Linked DNA regions of Rattus norvegicus: region 2 is linked to region 1. A link is a contact called in public Hi-C data. All regions are on one chromosome and are shown on one strand. The core of a region is the stretch at or near the end of the contact, and the rest is flanking DNA. Distances in the headings are between cores, read along the strand shown. Region 1 holds the start of Nelfcd (negative elongation factor complex member C/D). Region 2 overlaps Zfp831 (zinc finger protein 831).

Region 1 (4,013 bases), core at 1,022-3,521:
AAAGAATCCCAAGCTCTAGAGTAACTCTGCCCTGCTTACCTGTGCAGTCTCAGCTCCGTGTACAACCTGCGGCCAACTCATTTACGTGTCTATAAGTCAACTGCTCTCAGCTTCCATCATCCGGACTTATCGGCACTGTACGCTCCCTACACCTCTTCCTGTCCCCACACCAGGGAAGGTGGACCCAGCTCAAGGCTCCATCCTCCATCCCTCTGGACTTTCGCCCCCTTCAAGTACAGTCAGAGAACAGAGATGAAGAAAGTGTGTGTGTGCAGGGGTGTCCAGTATTTTCACACTACCACATTCCCAACTGCTGAACCACACTCGGTTACTCAGGACACCTAAGTCGCAGGTTTCACACTCCGATAGCTCATCACTCTCATTGGGGAGATCGCGTTAGGGTCAACAGGTCAAACCACAGCCATTCAGACTGAAATTCAGTGGACTCTAGTCCAGGCCACGCCTAACCCTCCACAGTCACAAAACATAAACACAGACAACAACCACCAAGCTAATCTGCAGTGTACTGTCTCGTGCCCATGTGGTCTCCTGAGGTGTTCCTGTGTGTACACTGTCTGTGTGTAGATGTTAGAGGTCGAGGTTGGGTATCTCTCTCCACACCCCCATTTTTGAAGTTCTCACTGACGAGGTCCCACTGGCTGTCGAGGGAGCTCCAGGGATTTCCCAGTGCTGGGTTACAGACAAGGGCTGCCGCCAGTTTCTGAACTTAGGGCCTGGTGTTTGTGTGGCAGGACAGACACGACAGATGTCATTTTGAGTCTTCCTTCCTTCCTCCATTATGGCCCTGGGCAAGGTACTGAGTCTTTTTGCCTGACTTACTAATTAACACTCAATGGGAACTCTAGAGCAGAGGTTCTCAACCTTCCTAATGCTGCAACCCCTCAACACAGTTCTTCATGTTGTGGGGAACCCCACCCATAATATTACTTTCGTCTCTACTTCACAACTGCATTTTGCTACTGTTATGAATTGTAAAGTAAATATGCAGGATATCCGATTTGCTACCAGTTGACCCCCAGAGGGGTCATGGCCCACCGGCCGAGAACTGCTGCTCTAGGGCCTAGAATGAGCTATTACACAAAAGCACTTAGCCCGACATCCAAGTTCGCTAAATCCAACTCCATATATCTGCCACTGAGTTTCCAAGTGATGTAGGACGCCCAGAGTCTTTTCTTTTCTTTTTTTTTTTTTTTTCGGAGCTGGGGACCGAACCCAGGGCCTTGCGCTTGGTAGGCAAGCGCTCTACCACTGAGCTAAATCCCCAACCCCCAGGGTCTTAAGTTGTACTGGTCAGCAAATCTACAGGCTCCAGGGAGGCTGCGCTGATGACTGACAGCTCCCGGTCCAGCAACCAACCAACCAATCAGCCAGCCAACCACAGAGGACTTCCCTCAGTTCCGGAAACCTCTCACTTTTCCTCCACGGCCCTCACTGCACCACCACAGACCACTCCACTGGTATACCCCACTGCATCCTATATTCATTCAAAGTTCATCTTGCTTCCTGTAGAAAAGGCAAACAGTCCGGGGTCCCCGCACACTGTCCAGAAGAGCATGGGAGGCTTAAGTCAATCATACACCTGGATGGGTCTCTGATTTCCTAACCCTGATGTTTTTTGGGACACTGAATGGTGCCAGTTCCCCATCTCTCACCCAAACCCTGGACAGTCAGGGCTACAAGATCTTAAGTCCTGTATTCTAAGGATGGATGAAATCATCCAAAAGTGAAAAGAGAGTTTGGATTGTCCAGCCCCAGAGAGTGTTTTCCCTCCCTCGGGATGCTGCTGGAGTTTGGAGTTAGAGTTTGTTCACTGTGTCACTGTGTCCCTCTTCTTCCTTGGAGTCTGTTCTGCCCCTCCGGCCAGGAGGTACCATGGCTCCTACCTGGCAGAGAGGTCAGCCCCAGGTGTCACTGTAAATCGGAGTGCATGGAAAACTGAGGTCTCTAATGGGGCAGGACCCGCCAGAAGCCCCTCAGTGCGGCTCCAAGGCCCGCCTTGCTAGGGTCCGGGGTCGGAGGTCAGGGAGTCAAGTGTTGACGCCCCCCTGTACCCGGTTCTGGCCGGCGCAGGAGCCGCGAGGACAGGGCAGAGACCCGGCTTCCTGGCGGAACGCCTACTGCCTTCTCACCTGGCCGCCGTCCGCCTCTTCACCCCACTCAGACGCATTCCCGAAGTAGTCTTCTCCCATAATCGTACCCGGCGCTGGACCCGCCATATTTGCCGCGACTTCACTGCGCGTGCGCGGACACAACAAATGAAAGGGCGCACGCGCGGTTCTGGGCCTCAGGCAAGGCTGGAGAGGCGGAGTTGGCAAGGGGCGTGGTTACACGGGGGCGTGGCCCATGCTTTGGCCTTCTCGGTGGAGGGGGAACACCTTGTAGGATTTCTCAAGAGCAAGACTGTACGTCTCAGAGCTTTACATCTAAGTAGAAAACTTCCAGGACAGCTTTTTATTTTCCTTTTTAAGACAGGGTCTCACTCGGAAGTGCAAGCTGGCTTCAAGTTGCTATAAAGACTTCGAAACTTTCAGTGAGCTTAGCTTTGCCTCTCCGGTGCAGCTACCAGCCGAGCTAGGCATCCATTGAGTCTCAGGCTCTCAGAAATGTCCTGATTTTTTTCACCGTGGGCAAAAATTACTCGATGCAGTGCACAGCGAGATATAAAACGTACTTCCAGTGGAGGAGGCCCTACTAAAGCCATGTCTGGGCCCTGGAAAGAGGACCCACTGAACACCTAAGCTGAAAATAACTGGAGAGGCTACCTAGCAGGTGACCCCAAATCACCACTGAGGTTAGTACGGTGGCCTCTGGATGCAGACAATGAGGAGAGGCTAGAGAAAAGAGCCACGAAGTACAGTCATCAGGCACTGATAACAGGCGCTGAGATGCCATTTTACTCCTCCCTACCATCACTCGACAAGTGTTTGTTGAATAACTCCTAAGTGCCTGGATCATTGATAACACCTGGAGCTCCACGAATCCTTGCCACAGCGCAATGATGCTAGGCAACCGAAGCAAATACTCTGTAATAACAGAAGAAACTTTCCCAAGGTGCTCAGGGGCTGTCTTACCATTTCAAACAACCTGGCAAAGAAAGTCCACCACAGGAGCTGGTGGCACCTTGCATTTTAGTTGACGCCGGAGCCACCAGAGTTGACAACCCCTTGCAAGGATTTAGTCCAATGGAGTATTGAAGCATTACAGAGTTGGTGGGGAGTTAGCGGGTCTTAGTTATTATAAAAGTTCATCTGGATTTTTGTTTGCTTGATATATCTGGAATGTCTAGCCGTTTGCTACACCCGAGGGGGAGGGGCGTAAGGAGACCGGAGCTGCAGGGCAGGAGGGGAGAGGGGAACAGGCAGGGCATGGTCTGGTAAGAAGCTACCTAGACTTCCAGTCTGTACACTCACAGGTGGCCCAGCAGGAGGAAGGTTTCTGCCGGGGACAGGGATATGTTCAGGCTGGAGCCTGCTGCACTGGAGACAACTCCGAAAGACTTCTTTGCGGATGGTGGAGGGGGCTATTTTACATATCTCCACTCAATGGACAAAGGTGTTTTCAGTTCAGGAGGGCCCTGCTTTGGGTTCATTTCAGGCTCATTTTTATTTGTTTTCTGAAAATGTTGGAAATAACGAATGTCTGTTAAACTCCAACGATGGCTCGTAGACGAAAGGAATATACTGTCTGGGTGGAAAGCAGGCAGATTCGTGTATGAATAGCTAGCAGCACCCACAGACGCAGGGATTGTCTAACTCACCTCTCCCATAACCAATAGATGCTTATTATGAAACCGGTTGACAAGCCTAACAGAAGCGTTGCGTCCGGCCTGCGTCACCGTCGCTAGAATAATTGATCTCTAGCCTGTGCTCCTGGAAAGGCACGTCTAGTGCGATTTCATTAGCCTTCGTTACCCGAGGTTAATCCTCTAAAAGTTATTTGTTCCCTTGGCTAATAGTTCTGGTGGAGGAGGTCTGTGGGAGTGAGAAGTTGGT
Region 2 (4,153 bases), core at 317-2,816, 260 kb before region 1:
GCATGTGGAGAAGCAGCTGCCTTCCTATAGTCTCCTGGGCCAGAAGAGAAAAGAAAAAGGAAGCTTCCCCTCAAATCCAACCCGCGAACCCCAAAAGAGCTACAGATAAACCGGGTTTGGCATTTGGTTCTCCTGAGCCAGATGCTGGATGTGTGGGCGTTAGGTAACAAAAAGAGATGGCAGTAAGCCCCGGCTCCCGAACCTCAATAATAACGATATCTGGCAGTGGTGCGTGAGAGACAGGCAGGCAGGCAGGCAGACAGACAGAAGGACAGATGGACAGACAGGGTGTTTGCATTAGCATCGTGTAAACACTGGAAGATCTATCTAGTGTCGAATTCTAGATTTTTCCAGAGAGAGCAGAGCTGGCTTTCTCCCTGTATAGAAGCTAAGACTGCCAGGATGCTAGTCTGGTTTGTTTGTTTGTTTGTTCTTGCCTTTGTTTTGTTTCATTGTTTTTTTTTTTTTCTTTCTTTCAGTGTTGTTATTTTCTTTTGCCGGCAAGAAGGAAAGCTCAGTCCTTAGCAACAGGACTGTAGGTCTGAGGGCCCAGACAATCTGAGTGCCGCATGCTCCTGCCTGTTCTGGGCAGGCTGCAGAGCCGGCTCCTCCGTCTCTACTTAACATTTGTTTTTCTGAGCAGCTTTTTTCCCTCCCGTGTGCTTCGTAAAAACAGAGTAGTTCTGAGCGAGAACTGGGGTGTTTTGAAATTGGGGAGGCCTGACCACATCCACATGTCTCCTCACAGCGACCCTCACCCCATTCCCCGGTCCTTCCGAATCTGCTGGTCTTCTCTTTGCCCATCTCTTTCACCCTGCTCTCTGCAATGCTCAGCTTCTCTGGGTCTCAGCCTCCTACGAGGTCCCCTGCCTGAACTCCTGTCCTTCCTTCCTCTGGGGGCGGTCATCATTCTTCCTTCAGTACATCTAGGTGGCATTTACGTGAAGGCAGGGAAAAGGAACAAACAAACAAGGGTCGCCTGCGTGCTCAGACTCTAAGCTTCAACTGTTCTGCAGGGGTCCAGCCCAGCCAGGAGGTACAAGCCCAGCAGGCGATTAGCCTGCTCCTGGTTTAACCATTTGAATTTCAAAGAATATAAGCTAAGACCCAGCGAGGGGTCCGGGTTCGGAGCAGACCCGGGATGCAGTGGAGGGGTCCAGTCACCTGCCGGGGATCAGGTCCTGCCTGGTCTTGGGCAGCCAGCAGCCAGCAGCCCGCAGATCCTGCTGCAGTCGGCGCCCGCTATTCCTCGCAGGCGGCGGTAGGGGGCACCGTTGAAGCTTGGAAGACGATTTTCCAGCAAATACAGAGTCATGCTCCGCTTTTTTATTTTTTTTTTTCCGGGTAATAAATCCACAGAGCTTGTTTTTAACCCCCACCAGAGGTTAAAGTAGTTTCATAAAAAGTTTTTGGTAAATTCATGGGTAACTTTTTGAGGTTATGTGAGGTTGTTGTCAAAAAAATAAAAAGAAAGGGAGAGAGAAAAACAGCTTTTAGCTGTTGTTCCCTCTCTGCTCATGTAAGACCAGAGTCACAGGAGAGCGGACGGGAGGGGGCTTGGAGCTTGGTATTTTTCCAGTACAGTCCACGCACAGCCACAGCTCCCCAGTCCCCCCGGAAGCCCTCAGTGGGGCTAGGGGGGGGCGTGGGTGGCTGCCCAGGATGTGCTCTGCACCCCAGCCTGCAGCCACCTGCCAGACAGCTGCCCCCCACCCCGAGTCCCTGCTGGCGCCCGGGCTGCAATACTGCAGCCGTCTCGATTTTTCTACAGCTCCCAGCCTGCAGACCCCTGCCTAAAGCGAGTGGGGCTATTGAGAGAGCTGGTCGGGGTCTTTGCATGGATTTCTCGAGTGGCAGTCGGAGTAAGGGTTAAAAGGAACAAGAAGTCTATCCGATTGATAGGAAAGGGGACTGGAGGAGGCAGAGGGAAACAGCGCAGTTAAGGGAGGGGGCGTCGCACATTAACTATGATTCAGAGACTCAAATGCGCCGAGTTCGTTTTTCATCTGCCTTTAGCTAGAAGAGAAAAATAAGGAAATTATAGAAAATTGAGAAGCAAACATCCCTAAGAGCGCTGTGCACCCGGGGGGTGCTTTAATGAACACTTAATAATTTCAAATGTTCGTGCTTAGAGGTGGCTTTTGTCCGTCTCCGGCATGCCAGGTGCCTCGTAGCCATCAAACGCTAATGCCTTGGAGGCTGGGACAAAAAAAAAAAGTCTGAAAGTTAAAAAAAAAACAAAAACAAAAAAAACCCCCAACATTTTAAGACTTTTAGCAGAAAGAAGGGGGGGGGATTTAGGAACCTATCTTTTCGTCCACGTATGAACTTGGGCATGACTCCCTGCCAGTGAGGATGGGGAGGGGGTAGCCTTGGCAGCCACCTCTGACCCCCAAAGGCCATAACGAAAATCAGGTGAGGGAAAACATTTGGCGGAAGCCCTCAAATGCGGAAGCAGGAAGCTGCCTGTTGTTGGAGCTGATTCTCCGAGCTCCCTGCCAGCATCCAAGGTTGAGGTGAAGGCCAACAGAAGCAGGGCTTGTCTGGGGGCTAGGGACCTTAAGCAGAGCACCAGGGCTCCTTGAGCTCCCTGTGGAATATGCATCCACAGAGGTGTTCATGAAGCACGGATACCCAGCCTTCTTTGTGTCTCACTAGGTACCCACTCCCTGGCAGCAGAATGAGACTCCACAGCCTCTGGCTCACTCCTAAGACCTAAAGACATCTTCTCTAGCTAGATGTGGGGTAAAGACGGTAGCGCCCCCTACTGTCTGCCACCCTGGTCACACGCTACTGAGAGCCATAATTTTGTAACAGCTCCCTTCCAAGACATAGCTCCCTGTTGGACCTTGAGGATCCTGTGAAGTGGGCCTCTCAGCAACCCACACACACACACACACGCCGCCCCTTGGAATGAGTCAGGACTTCTAGACAGGAGCCAGATTAGACACTAGCCATACTCCATTTTACAGTTGAAGGCCTCGGGCAAAAAGAGACAGATGTCCCCCGACTTAAAAAAAAAACAAAAAACAAATGAACTCTAAGTCCACAAATGAAATTACCGGTTTCTAGAACACCCCCGCTTCACAGGAAGCTGGGAGACAGGACAGCGGCTTCTCAGGTGAGCTGAGTACAAGGTAACGCAAGAGAACAGATGCTCCGCAAAAAAAAAAAAAAAAAAAAAAACTTCCATCAAAACAATCTTGTTCTCAGCTCCCAGCCAGATGTGGACACCTAACCCCTCTCGATGCAAAGGGATTAGGGAAAGGCTAGGCAGGTGGCAAAGCACCATTAGCATCAGAATCAAAAGTTCCCCATGACATCATTACCGGGCTTAAAGGACTGAACAGCAAAGCCCCTTCTCCTTGCAATTCTGTCACCTAAGGTTGAAGGCAGATCACCTAACATCTCCTCCAGGACTCACTGTTTTGGACGTTTTCTGTCTCAAATTTCTGCTAGCACCTTAGTTAGAATTAATCCTAAAGGTTCTAACCAAAAGGGACAGTTGGGAATTGGAGGGTGTGGTAACGGGGTGGATGAGAGGGAGGGGCCAAGGGGGTGAGAGCGCTGTTGAGGGCTCACCTCTCATCCAACCCCATCTTCTACTCTCATTTGGCTGCCTGTTTCTAACATTTCACAAAAGAAATTTCTAGAACAAAATTCAGGCTTTATTTGTATTAACCCTGGGAAGAGTGGTTTACCGAAAGCCTTTCTTACAGGAGACTTGTCCCCAAGATCCGGTCCCCTCCTATGTCCATAAACACATGCTTTTTTTTTTTTCTCAAGTAGCCCATTTCAACCACTTTTTCAGACTCCCTCATCCTACTCCCACTTCCTCAACTGATCTGGTCAATAGCACCCTTTGCATTCTTGCCTTTTCACTTTCTAGGGGTGGGGGAGTTCAAACTTCTGAGGGCTGGGTATGGCAGTCAGTAGGTAGAGCACTTGCCTGGCATACACGAAGACCTGGGTTCAATCCCCAGCACAACACAAACGAGGCGTAACAGTATACTCTGCAGTACAGAGACAGGAAAATCAGAAGTTCAAAGTCATCCTGGTCCACATAGGGAGTTCAGGGCCTGCCTGGATTGCATGAGATTCTGACTTAGAGACAGAGAGATAGCTGGAGACAAAGAGACAGAGAAAGGAAGAA

What was found. A called contact is a pair of places that touch in the nucleus more often than the background predicts.
Region 2: a Hi-C map of mammary epithelial cells shows a contact between it and region 1, with 2.8 times the contacts expected there. The contact joins the enhancer-like site here to the promoter of Nelfcd in region 1. A contact is called at or near these places in 2 of 12 Hi-C or Micro-C datasets (frontal cortex and mammary epithelial cells).

Annotation. Positions count from the first base shown.
Region 1 is chr3:183,630,226-183,634,238 of GRCr8, reverse strand. It overlaps Nelfcd (negative elongation factor complex member C/D), which reads right to left and starts at 2,271. Exons shown (of 15, transcript NM_001271254.1): 1 at 2,151-2,271. The coding sequence starts at 2,237.
Region 2 is chr3:183,888,519-183,892,671 of GRCr8, reverse strand. The region is part of intron 2 of Zfp831 (zinc finger protein 831); the gene reads right to left. Among named protein-coding and RNA genes, the nearest start is that of Zfp831, 34 kb to the right of the region's middle. Within about 2 kb of position 1,566, at least 25 of the 93 cell types and tissues checked have an H3K27ac peak or open chromatin away from gene starts, as enhancers often do.